Regions from separate parts of the Mus musculus genome. Here all the other regions are linked to region 3. Evidence: chromatin contacts called from public Hi-C and promoter capture Hi-C data. All regions are on one chromosome and are shown on one strand. The core of a region is the stretch at or near the end of the contact, and the rest is flanking DNA. Distances in the headings are between cores, read along the strand shown. Region 1 has its middle 24 kb from the start of Gm31320. Region 2 holds the start of Hltf (helicase-like transcription factor). Region 3 overlaps Gyg (glycogenin).

Evidence for each region. Promoter capture Hi-C pulls out the DNA fragments that hold promoters and counts their contacts. Hi-C and Micro-C count contacts between places; a contact is called where the count stands out from the background.
Region 1: a contact with region 3 is called in a Hi-C map of bone marrow-derived macrophages, with 2.3 times the contacts expected there. The contact joins two enhancer-like sites. A contact is called at or near these places in 1 of 39 promoter capture datasets (liver), 1 of 15 datasets of contacts at CTCF or cohesin (the NIH/3T3 cell line), 22 of 484 Hi-C or Micro-C datasets (the G1E-ER4 cell line, Sertoli cells, bone marrow-derived dendritic cells and 13 more), 5 of 115 datasets of contacts at active chromatin or transcription factors (bone marrow-derived dendritic cells, bone marrow-derived macrophages, cardiomyocytes and 2 more) and 2 of 9 other capture datasets (adipose tissue and pancreatic islet).
Region 2: a contact with region 3 is called in a promoter capture Hi-C map of the C10 cell line. The contact joins the promoter of Hltf here to the enhancer-like site in region 3. A contact is called at or near these places in 2 of 39 promoter capture datasets (the C10 cell line and neutrophils), 2 of 484 Hi-C or Micro-C datasets (the HPC-5 cell line and nephron progenitors), 2 of 115 datasets of contacts at active chromatin or transcription factors (the SCID.adh cell line and embryonic stem cells) and 3 of 9 other capture datasets (adipose tissue, liver and pancreatic islet).

What each region holds. Positions count from the first base shown.
Region 1 is chr3:20,196,222-20,199,517 of GRCm38.p6, reverse strand. No RefSeq gene overlaps it. Among named protein-coding and RNA genes, the nearest start is that of Gm31320, 24 kb to the left of the region's middle. Within about 2 kb of position 1,382, at least 12 of the 459 cell types and tissues checked have an H3K27ac peak or open chromatin away from gene starts, as enhancers often do. A contact at or near this core is called in bone marrow-derived macrophages, where this site is marked.
Region 2 is chr3:20,056,189-20,059,307 of GRCm38.p6, reverse strand. It overlaps Hltf (helicase-like transcription factor), which reads right to left and starts at 1,497. Exons shown (of 25, transcript NM_009210.3): 1 at 1,301-1,497; 2 at 202-409. The coding sequence starts at 1,320.
Region 3 is chr3:20,128,805-20,132,124 of GRCm38.p6, reverse strand. All of the region lies in intron 5 of Gyg (glycogenin), which reads left to right. Among named protein-coding and RNA genes, the nearest start is that of Gyg, 25 kb to the left of the region's middle. Within about 2 kb of position 1,549, at least 43 of the 459 cell types and tissues checked have an H3K27ac peak or open chromatin away from gene starts, as enhancers often do. A contact at or near this core is called in bone marrow-derived macrophages, where this site is marked.

The DNA of each region.
Region 1 (3,296 bases), core at 133-2,632, 68 kb before region 3:
CTTGCCTCACAAGCAGCACTGTTGTACTTAATATCCTAGCCATTGCCAGTTCTGTCCGTTGGCATCAGCCTGTGCACCTCCCATGCCAGGGCCTTTATTAAAAATTCTTTCTGTCTCTGCCAGCACACAAAGCAAAGGAAAAGGATCTTCGCTGCTCTTAACTTCCACGTTCATAGACCAGACTCGCAAATACCCACAGAAGTTACATTCAAAGTGAGACTAGTATTTTATTATGGTTAAGCTGAAATAACAAAATACTATAGACAGCAAAAAATTATTTTCTCACTTCTACCAGACCAGGGTCTCACTCGCATGACCCCACTGCATCTTTAGAGACTTTATCCCCAAACTCAGCAAATCACTCAGTCACGCCTTGGTGGGAATAGCGTCCAACAGTGGCAGATCTGAACCACAAGGTGGCGCTGCTACTCAACTCCTAAACCTTGTCAGGCCCGTTTTGTTTTGTATTATTTTGTTTTGTTTTGTTTTGTTGTTTTGTTGTTGTTGTTGTTTTTGTTTGTTTGTTTGTTTGTTTTTTTTTTTTTTTTTTTTTGCTAAAACCTTCAGAATTTGAGAGAAGCTAAAAAGCTGGATGAATTTTTTTTTTTTTTTTTGAGTGATCATCGCTTTCCCAATGAAAAAGATAGGTAAAACTGAAGACGGGGACCATGTGGTTCTACAAAGACTTTCATCTGCATAAGAAAAAGATGGAATCTTTCATAAAGAAAATACAAGGATTCTGTGACATCCACTTCATACCGGACTCATATGAAACCCCCAAATTACCTGTATAATATGCTCAAGATTGAAAGATTGTCATCAGCCAGTTTGTCCAGTGCATACTTTGCAGTTATATAACACTAAGGCTGAGTTTTCTCTGGTCTATTAAGACAGGTGAGGAAGATAGTAAGACCACAGTTACATGTATAAACAAACCTGTAATTTATACAGTGTATTTATAGGCACAGTAATGAGCTGACTTCTCCAGACAACTAGCCTCCACAGCTAGCCTTCATGGTGACTTGCATTGCCTTGGTGTCTAGGTTAATGGGAAACAAGGATGAACTCCATCCCACCTGGATCTCTAGCCCACTGGTCTGCGAGAGAACCCAGGCAGTAGATCTCTAGACCGTCCTCCCTCAGCCTCAGAGGCCCCCTGGGCTTGGACACCTTGTGGAGACAAGCATGGAACAATTACTGTTAGAAATGCCCATGGACAAAGACAATGAGATCCAGAGACTCACCTAAGTTCCCTCCGTTTATGTTATGGTCAAACATCTAATCACCTTTCTTCATACACTGGCTCCCGTTTCTTTCTCCCCCGCAGGAGGAGGCTTGTTGCCACATGACAAGCTTTCTTCATAGCTTCACCCTTGACTATGATTTCCAAGCAAAAGTCTGTGGCCTATTTCTTGTGCCAATTCCCGTTGTCATGTGACTCATGTGAGGGCTTCGGACGTTTCCACCGAGCCGGTGGATTTTAGATAAGGAACTACAAGCACGAGCACTTCCCTTTCAGTTAAAATCCACTCCGCCTGGCTGATGGCATTTGCTTGGTTTTGATCATCTCCCTTCTACTCTGTCACCTCCCAAGATTTATTTCCTTGCCAAATATCTCTAAATTTTCTTGTTTGAGTTACTCATATTGCTTCTTGAACCAGAAAAAAACTAAGTTCAAATTTCAGATCTGCCAACTTGCATCAATTGTATAAAGAATTAATTTATGCCATACACAACAGCTTCTAAACACAGGCTGAGTTTCTGGCCAGGAAAAGCATTCTTATCTTAAAAGAAGAGTAATCTTCTCAAACAGGTTCCTCGTGGCTCGTCAGATTTCTTTTATGGGGGAGACATCAGCAACCTAGAATATTGTAGTGAATGCAGACCAGAAATTAACTGAGTTACTATGTTTCTAAAACACACTCAGGGTGTTGCCTCCTGTGGCCTGGTCCTTTCTGATCAAGCTCTTCTTCCAACAAATCTAAACATGGTCCCATGCCCTGTACCAATTACATCCCTCCTCTCACCCTCCTCTCGTATCAAATCAAAACCACTGGTCTCAGGGACCTATCTCCTAGTCCTTCTGGATTGTAATAGCCTTCGCCTACCTAAATGAAGATCTGTGACATGCTGAGCTGTCAGGTAATCTCAGTGACTGAATTCTGGTCCCTGACCTGGGGTGTCTAAGGTCTGACACGGTCACCTCTAACCTGAGTAATCCATAGACTCACATAGGAGCTAGATCTTAGGATAGGTTTGCATGCGGACGAGGTCTTCTCCTCCATCTCACTTTAACTACCTTGTCCCATCTATCATCTATTTGGGAGAACACAGGATATTTGAGCATACTCCAGAGTCAGACATCATGGCACTACCTGCAATCTAAACAGTGCGAATGATAAGGAGAAATCACTTTTCTATCAATTCAACACTAGGCTGGGAAAACTAACAATAAACCTTTAAAAAAAAAAGGCATTAAAGACAAGTGAGGGAACCAGGTCACCTCTCCAGTCTACAGAATAAAAAGAAAAAAAAATCAGTATTAAATCCAGTGTCTGAATGGTGGAGAACCCTTGCTCATTCTCAAAAACTAAGTACAGCTAGAGACACAAAATTAGGATCTACACCTGCTAAGGATGTTCATCAACAGTCTCCATAGAATTACAGGGCAGATTTGTTGTGACAAGACCCTTTGACAAAAAGTGTGACCTTACGTTAGTACAAACATGAGACGTCTTTAGAGTAGACTCAAAGAGCAGCCTGAGCATGACACAAAATTAGAAGATGAGATGAAAAGTGATGATCAGGGAGAAGCCAATCAGAATTGTGAGAATCAGAACAGTACCTAGAAATAGTACCTAGAACAGTACCTAGAAATAGTACCTAGAAATAGTACCTACAACAGTACCTAGAAATAGTACCTAGAACAGTGCCTAGAAATAGTACCTAGAACAGTATCTAGAAATAGTACCTAGAACAGTACCTAGAAATAGTTCCTACAACAGTACCTAGAACAGTACCTAGAAATAGTACCTACAACAGTACCTAGAAATAGTACCTAGAACAGTGCCTAGAAATAGTACCTAGAAACGGGAAAAATAAATGTTGATTTTTTACTATCACTTTGTTCTGTACTCTGCCCACAACTTTAATTTTATGATTCTGGATATTGGTAAATTAAAAGTCAACACATCAGTACTAACCATTCAAAATGCAATAGACAGGCTAATGCCAATGCTGGATTGCCTTGACTGGTTTTAAATTGTGTTGTGCTTCCCATGGCTTCCCCTCATCTG
Region 2 (3,119 bases), core at 248-2,747, 73 kb after region 3:
CACAAGGACCAAATGTGTGGGCAAAAGTGCTTTATAAACTATAAGCATAGGAGAAAAGTAAGAAGTTAATCAGTTAGTCAAGGTATTTATGACTAGCCTTTCATTCAAAGTAAAACATTCATTGTATACATCACCTTTTACTATAACTTACTGTTAAAACCATAAACATACCATAATTTTATTATCTAATCTTTTACTTACAACTCCTGTGTAATAGCGTAGTCCAACAACTTGTCCTCTCATAGTTCCAAATAAAACCAAATCTTGCTCTTCATCACTCGTTAGGAAGTCATCTGGAGGAATAATGTCTTGGAATTCAAAATGTGGCAAGAAAGTTGAGTATGAAAGTCTTGGAATATTTTCGTGTGATCCATACTGGACAGACTGCGAATACTTCCAAACAGGACCCCTGTTTTAAAACAAAACAAAAAACCAAAAACAAAACAGGACTTGTTTTTCTTTTTTTGGTTTTTCGAGACAGAGTTTCTCTGTATAGCCCTGGCTGTCCTGGTCCCCTAACCCCTTCCCCTCTTCTCTTTCCTTTTCTGAAACTGGGTTTCTCTGTGTAGCCTTGGCTGTCCTACTCGCTCAGTAGACCAGGCTGGCCTCAAACTCAGAGATCCACCTGCCTCTCCCTCCCAGGTACTTGGCTACCACTGCCCGCTATGAAAATAACTTTAAATTTTAACATAAATGCATCCACAGCATCCTCTGCTTTAACTCCTTTGGAACAGAACACATTTTAAATCGAGCATCTAAATTGTGACACTATAGAGAACTGACCTTGAAGCCCCATTATTTTAAAGGATAGGGATAATTGTTGCAAAAATGGGCATGAAAACCACAGTAGATGATGAAAAGAGGTGTTTGCTGGAAGCCTCCTAGAAGATGTAGTTCTCCTAAAAACACACGGGGCTATCAAGTCGCGAGTTTCCCTCTCAGCTCCTCTGCAAATATGCTTTAGTGCGCTTTTGCATAGTGCCGGGAAATACAAGTTGGAAGCTGTTACCATAACAATGCCTAGCGAACAGTGGGATAACATTGGTGAATAAATCACCCCCCGCTTCCACCCCCCCCGCCACCCCCCCCCCCCCCCCCCGCCAAGCCCTTGACGCAGATTCTCCGAGGTCGCAGCCACTCTGGTCAGCCGCGACAATGCATTGGTGCCTCCAGGAGCAACACCGGCAAGCGACCCGCAGAAGGGATGCAAACTGCACCTATAAAGCGCCCGGGCGCGCACCTTCACTAGAATAGAGCGCAGAGCAATTGGCCTCACGCCCAGCCCCCCTCAGCCCTTCACCTCGTGAACGTATAGGACATGGCGCGGGGCGGGGTGACTTCGGGATGCCCTGGGCTCCCCAGATCTTCCCAGACAGCCTGATAAAGCTCCTCAAGGCGTCGTGGCCCAGGCGCCGGAATCCAAATCAGAACCGCCAGGCCGCGTCCGCCCGGTGAGACGTGTCCACACCACTCCTTCCTGCAACAGTCTGAGAAACCGGTGACGTTCTGCGATCGGCACCGCCAGGGCCCAATCCAAAGGAAGAGTCTACGAAGACCAACCAATCACAATACAAGAGGGTGGGGAGCTCCGCCCAGTGCTGCGATTCAAAGGCAGTGCGGCGCGTCCGGGTTCTACCTGGTTCTTCCGCAGTCCGAGACGCCTTGCACGGTAAAACATCGAGGCTTCTTGAGTGAGCCACAGGGCTCAAGGTTCTGACGGACTAGGGGGAAAGAGGTCTTCTAGCCACTGCCCTAACTCCTCAAGGATGTCCCCATAGGTCAGACGCTCCCTATCTGATGGAATGCCTAACAGGGCCTACTCCAGTAGGAGCCCTGGGTGGGATACCTGCATTTCCTCTGCTGAGCCCTGACTCTATTTATTCTTAGCGACCTCCGTGTATGCGAGACCCTGAGTTCTGGAAATCTGAATGAGAACTTACGAATTTCCTTCTCCCATCTCGCTTTTATTGTGTTTAAAGAAATTTTTTTCCCTTGGTAGAAGAAAGCCATAAAGTAATACAACCTTATAGCTCTTGCTGAAAAAGGCAGACTGGTCCAACATTAGTTGTAAGGTCCGAGGTGGTGGCTGGGGCTACGTGTGTTTTCTTAGGAAAATGAAGGAGGCACTATAAAGAAACTTTTTTTTTCTCTCTTTTTTTTTTTAATTAGGTATTTACTCGTTTACATTTCCAATGCTATCCCAAAAGTCCCCCATACCCACCCACTCCCCCTTTTTGGCCCTGGCGTTCCCCTGTACTGGGGCATATAAAGTTTATATGTTTATACTTTATAATCTAAAGGGACATTTCACTTTGGAGTTTTGTATGCAACAGTATCAGGCAAGGTAAAGGTAATTCCAGCATCTTGAAAGACCATAAAACTACTTTTGATGAAGCAGCCATTAACTGCTGCATCTTCTGCTGCACCAACAGTAGGAAGCTAAAGGTATTGCCCAGCCAAACATAATAGGGTGTGCTGTAAACCATCGGAATGTCTAGATGTGTTTGTAAACATTTTAAACACTGGAAGTCATCCTTCCTAGAGTGGTCCATTTTATGCTTCCATCAGCAGAGGATGAAAGGTGGTCAGTAAGATGTTTTAAGAGGCACATGTTCATTGTCTTAAATATTGATGATCTGTGAACTAAAAGTAAAATGTGACCATTTGAGGATTGTCTGCTGGAATGGCACCCTAGGGAATGCTATGATAAAAAGAAAGGAGAGAGAGAGAAGCAAAAACAAGAAAACTAACTTTAACAGTATTAAGAGACAATTTATGCTGGAGGCAAATATCAGTCATTGGCCTGGGAACACAGAATTAGGCCACCCCAAGTGCTATGTTTCAATTGAAGCCATTTCATGAAGCTTTTATACTAACAGGACAAAGAAAGTCATAAATCAAGATACTTTCCAAATATATTTGGTGTGACCATTAGGTAGGTGGGAAAGAGTATTACAGGGAACCTTTATTAGAGACCTAAGATACTGACATTATCCTTAGCTGTTTAGTTTGCTGAGTGGTAGCACTGTATGTACATTCCAAATGATTTACCCTGTGGTCACAGAAACATGTTAAGTGCAGAGGAGGACAATAAGTAGCAATTAAGAAGGCTAGAGATG
Region 3 (3,320 bases), core at 300-2,799:
CCCTCCTCCTTTACAACCTCTTTCTCCCCCCAAAATAAAAAATACACAAACTAAAAAACAAAACCACAAAAAAGAAAAAAAAAAAAAAAGCATAAAAAAAAAAACTTGTCATAGAAGCTGTAGTGTGTCATGGTGTGTCTCAGTGTCTTTGTTAGGGTTTTGCTGTTGTGAACAGACACCATGACCAAGGCAAGTCTTATAAAGGACAACATTTAATTGGGGCTTGCTTACAGGTTCAGAGGTTCAGTCCATTATCATTAAGGTTGGAATATTGCAGCATTCAGGCAGGCATAGTGCAGGAGGAGCTGAGAGTTCTACATCTTCATCTGAAGGTTGCTAAGAGATTACTGGCTTCCAGGCAGCTAGGTTGAGGGCATTTAAGCCCATCCTTACAGTGACACACATACTCCAACAAGGCCACACCTCTTAATAGTGCTGTTCCCTGGGCTGAGCATATGTAAACCATCACACACAGTTTATCCCTCTGTCCACACATCTTCACTTGCAAATGTTCATTGCAATGAGTCATTGGTATGGCTCAAGATCTCTGGCTTCTGTAACATCATTAATGGTGGATCCTCTCTGAGACTCCTCCCAGTTATCCTGTTGTCGCTCATAGAGATCTTGCCGTTTTGGGTCAGCAGAACTGGCCCTTTCATGAACTCAAACAGTTCATAGATAATGTAGATTTGGGGGTGGGCCAACTCAAAACCCTGCTTCTGGGCCTGGCTAATAGCTGAGCTGGTCAGCCTGACAGCTGTCCTGCATCCACACCACCAGGGCACCAGGGCAAGCTCTCCAGCCCTGTTCAGCTAGGCTACCCAATGCTGTGGCAGGAGGCAGGGTCAGCTCTCCTGCTCTCGTGCCCTCGGGCCAGCTTGCATGTACCCACACCTCCAAAGCCAGCCCCGCTGTGCTGCCCAGTCCATGCACTGGGCTCACTCTCCCAAGTGCTACAGCCAGTGAGGGGCTGGACCAGATCTCCCACTCTCACATACTCAGGGCCAGCTCACCCAACTACTGCAGGTGGTGAGGGATGGGCATCACCCCTGTGCCCATTCTGCCTGATGGCAGACAGTGGCAAGGCCAGATCTCCCACACTCACAACCTCAGCCTGCTCCCCTAAATGCTACTGCTGTTGACAGGAGGTGGAGCCAGCTCTCCAGAGTGCTATAGCAGTGAGGGGTGACATCAGTTCTGCATAGCCTTTGGATATCGACATGGTCCCAGGAGGCTGTCCAGACCAGGGATTTCCCCATGGTCTCTAGTGGTAATATAAGCCACAGGCATCAACACCAACTTGCTGTAGCATGGCCACAGACCCAGGCATGGCCCTCAGTGCCAACGTGGTCTGGAACTTCCCCCATGGTCTCAGGTAGCAGGGCTGCCTAGTCCTCCCCACCCTCTCATCTCCAGTTCTGTCTCTATTCATAATGCTCAGTGTTCTGCTTCTCTTTCTCTCTGTCTGTCCACCACATACTTACACACTGTAGTGGCTTCCACTCCAGGCTTGCCACATGTCTGGCCGGCCTCTGGGTGACCTCATCTGCTCCGCTGCGTGGCATAGCAGCAAGCAGGACTCTAAGTGTCTAAGCCTGCCCATGTGACATGGCAGTGAGTGGGTCTCTGGATGTCTTCCTCCTGCTGGGCTGAATTTTGCTGCACTGCAATGGTGGCATACAGGCCTCTGTGTGTCTACAGCCTACCTGTGCCATGCAGTAGAGGGCAGGTCTCTCTGGGTGTATCTCCCCACCAGCACTGCATGGCATGGCTGGAAAAATATTCTTTAAGTCATTCCCTCATGCCCATAATGTAGATGTAAAAAGTCTGAAACTTGAAATCAGATAAATTGAAACCTTGGACACAAAAACTAGCCAAGTGTTTGAGACCTTCTGCTCATCGTTTTTGTATATAAGACTATTGGCTAAATCCTTTAGCCTCCTTGGCTGTTCTGCTAAGCAGCTAGTATACTGTGATAGAAGCGAAGGCACTCCTTAACTTTTGTGACCAGTGTGGGACCCAGATAGTACTTCTCATACTGCAATAGCTCTACACGATTTCAGAGATTGTTCTCTGCTGTAACTACTTTACATAAAACTGGCAAGTTAGTCTTCATTGCTATTCCTGAGTGCAGTCTGTTTCCCATTTAGCACTGCCTTATCACTCCCTTTGCCTCAGTCACCCAGGAGCTCTTGGGCTGGCCCAGACCAACCACCTGTTTAGTGACCAGTGCAGGTGCCAGCTCTTGCATGTTTTCTTTCTCTTGCTCTCTACCACTATCCATTTCTATAACCATTGTATATGTGGCAGTTTAACTACTAAAGTTTGGAGAAGTCCTCAGTCCTTGCTGCCCAGAAACGAGTGCCGTAGCCTCAGCCAAAACCACCAGCGACTGCTGCCTGGTTCCTGCACAGCCAGCCTTGCATCATTCTTCTCTCTTCCCTGCTTCCTCCCAGTCTTCAGGATCTGCTGCTTGTCTTCTCTTACGTAGTCTGCTCCAATCAGCGTTTTAGAAAGCTACACAAATCCTATGTTTTGTTACAGAAATCTGGTCATTGTGCCATGTAATAATTTCTATGATCCTGCTAATCTTTATCTAAGAAATTCTTTACCTTAGGTCAAAAAGAGCAATTCCACCCACATCTCAGACATCTTATACACTGGTTCTCAACCTGTGGGTCAACTCCTTGGGGAGTTGAACAACCCTTTCACAGTAGTCACATGTCAAATTTTCATTATGAAACATAGCAGTAGCAAACTTAGGTTGAGGGACACCACACGTGACAAACAGCATCTACCTTAAACAAAGCTTATTAAGTAATTTAGGACTGCTTTGTCTATAAAAAAACTAACCACTCGATTTAGGTTTTTTTTCCTCTCTCTCTCTATTAGGATAGAATAAGTAAAGATATTTCATAGGAAGAGGATCATTTCTTTATTACAAAAGGTAATAGTGATCTAGCTAATGAGTATTGGAAACTGGCATTCATGAATGTAGATCCCAAGGCCTGGACCACAGTGAAATGTAGGCCTGTGGGTATCTCCAAATGCCATTGCTGTGGACATTCAAGAGGAGGACCCTGGGCCCCAGCATAAATCCAGGGAGGTTGTGGGGAGGATCTGAAGATGAGCTGTGCAGATGGGTTGGCTCGTTTTGTCCTCCTCCTCCATGCAGCTTGAAGCCCCAGTGTGCAGACTGAAGTCCCAGGTACAGGAGAGCATTAGATGATCAGTGCTCTGCACAGTCTATGCATTGCTCGCTGTGGACCTGAGATACACCATCCTCTTCTTGTTCCGATTTTCCTTTTTCTCCCCAGACT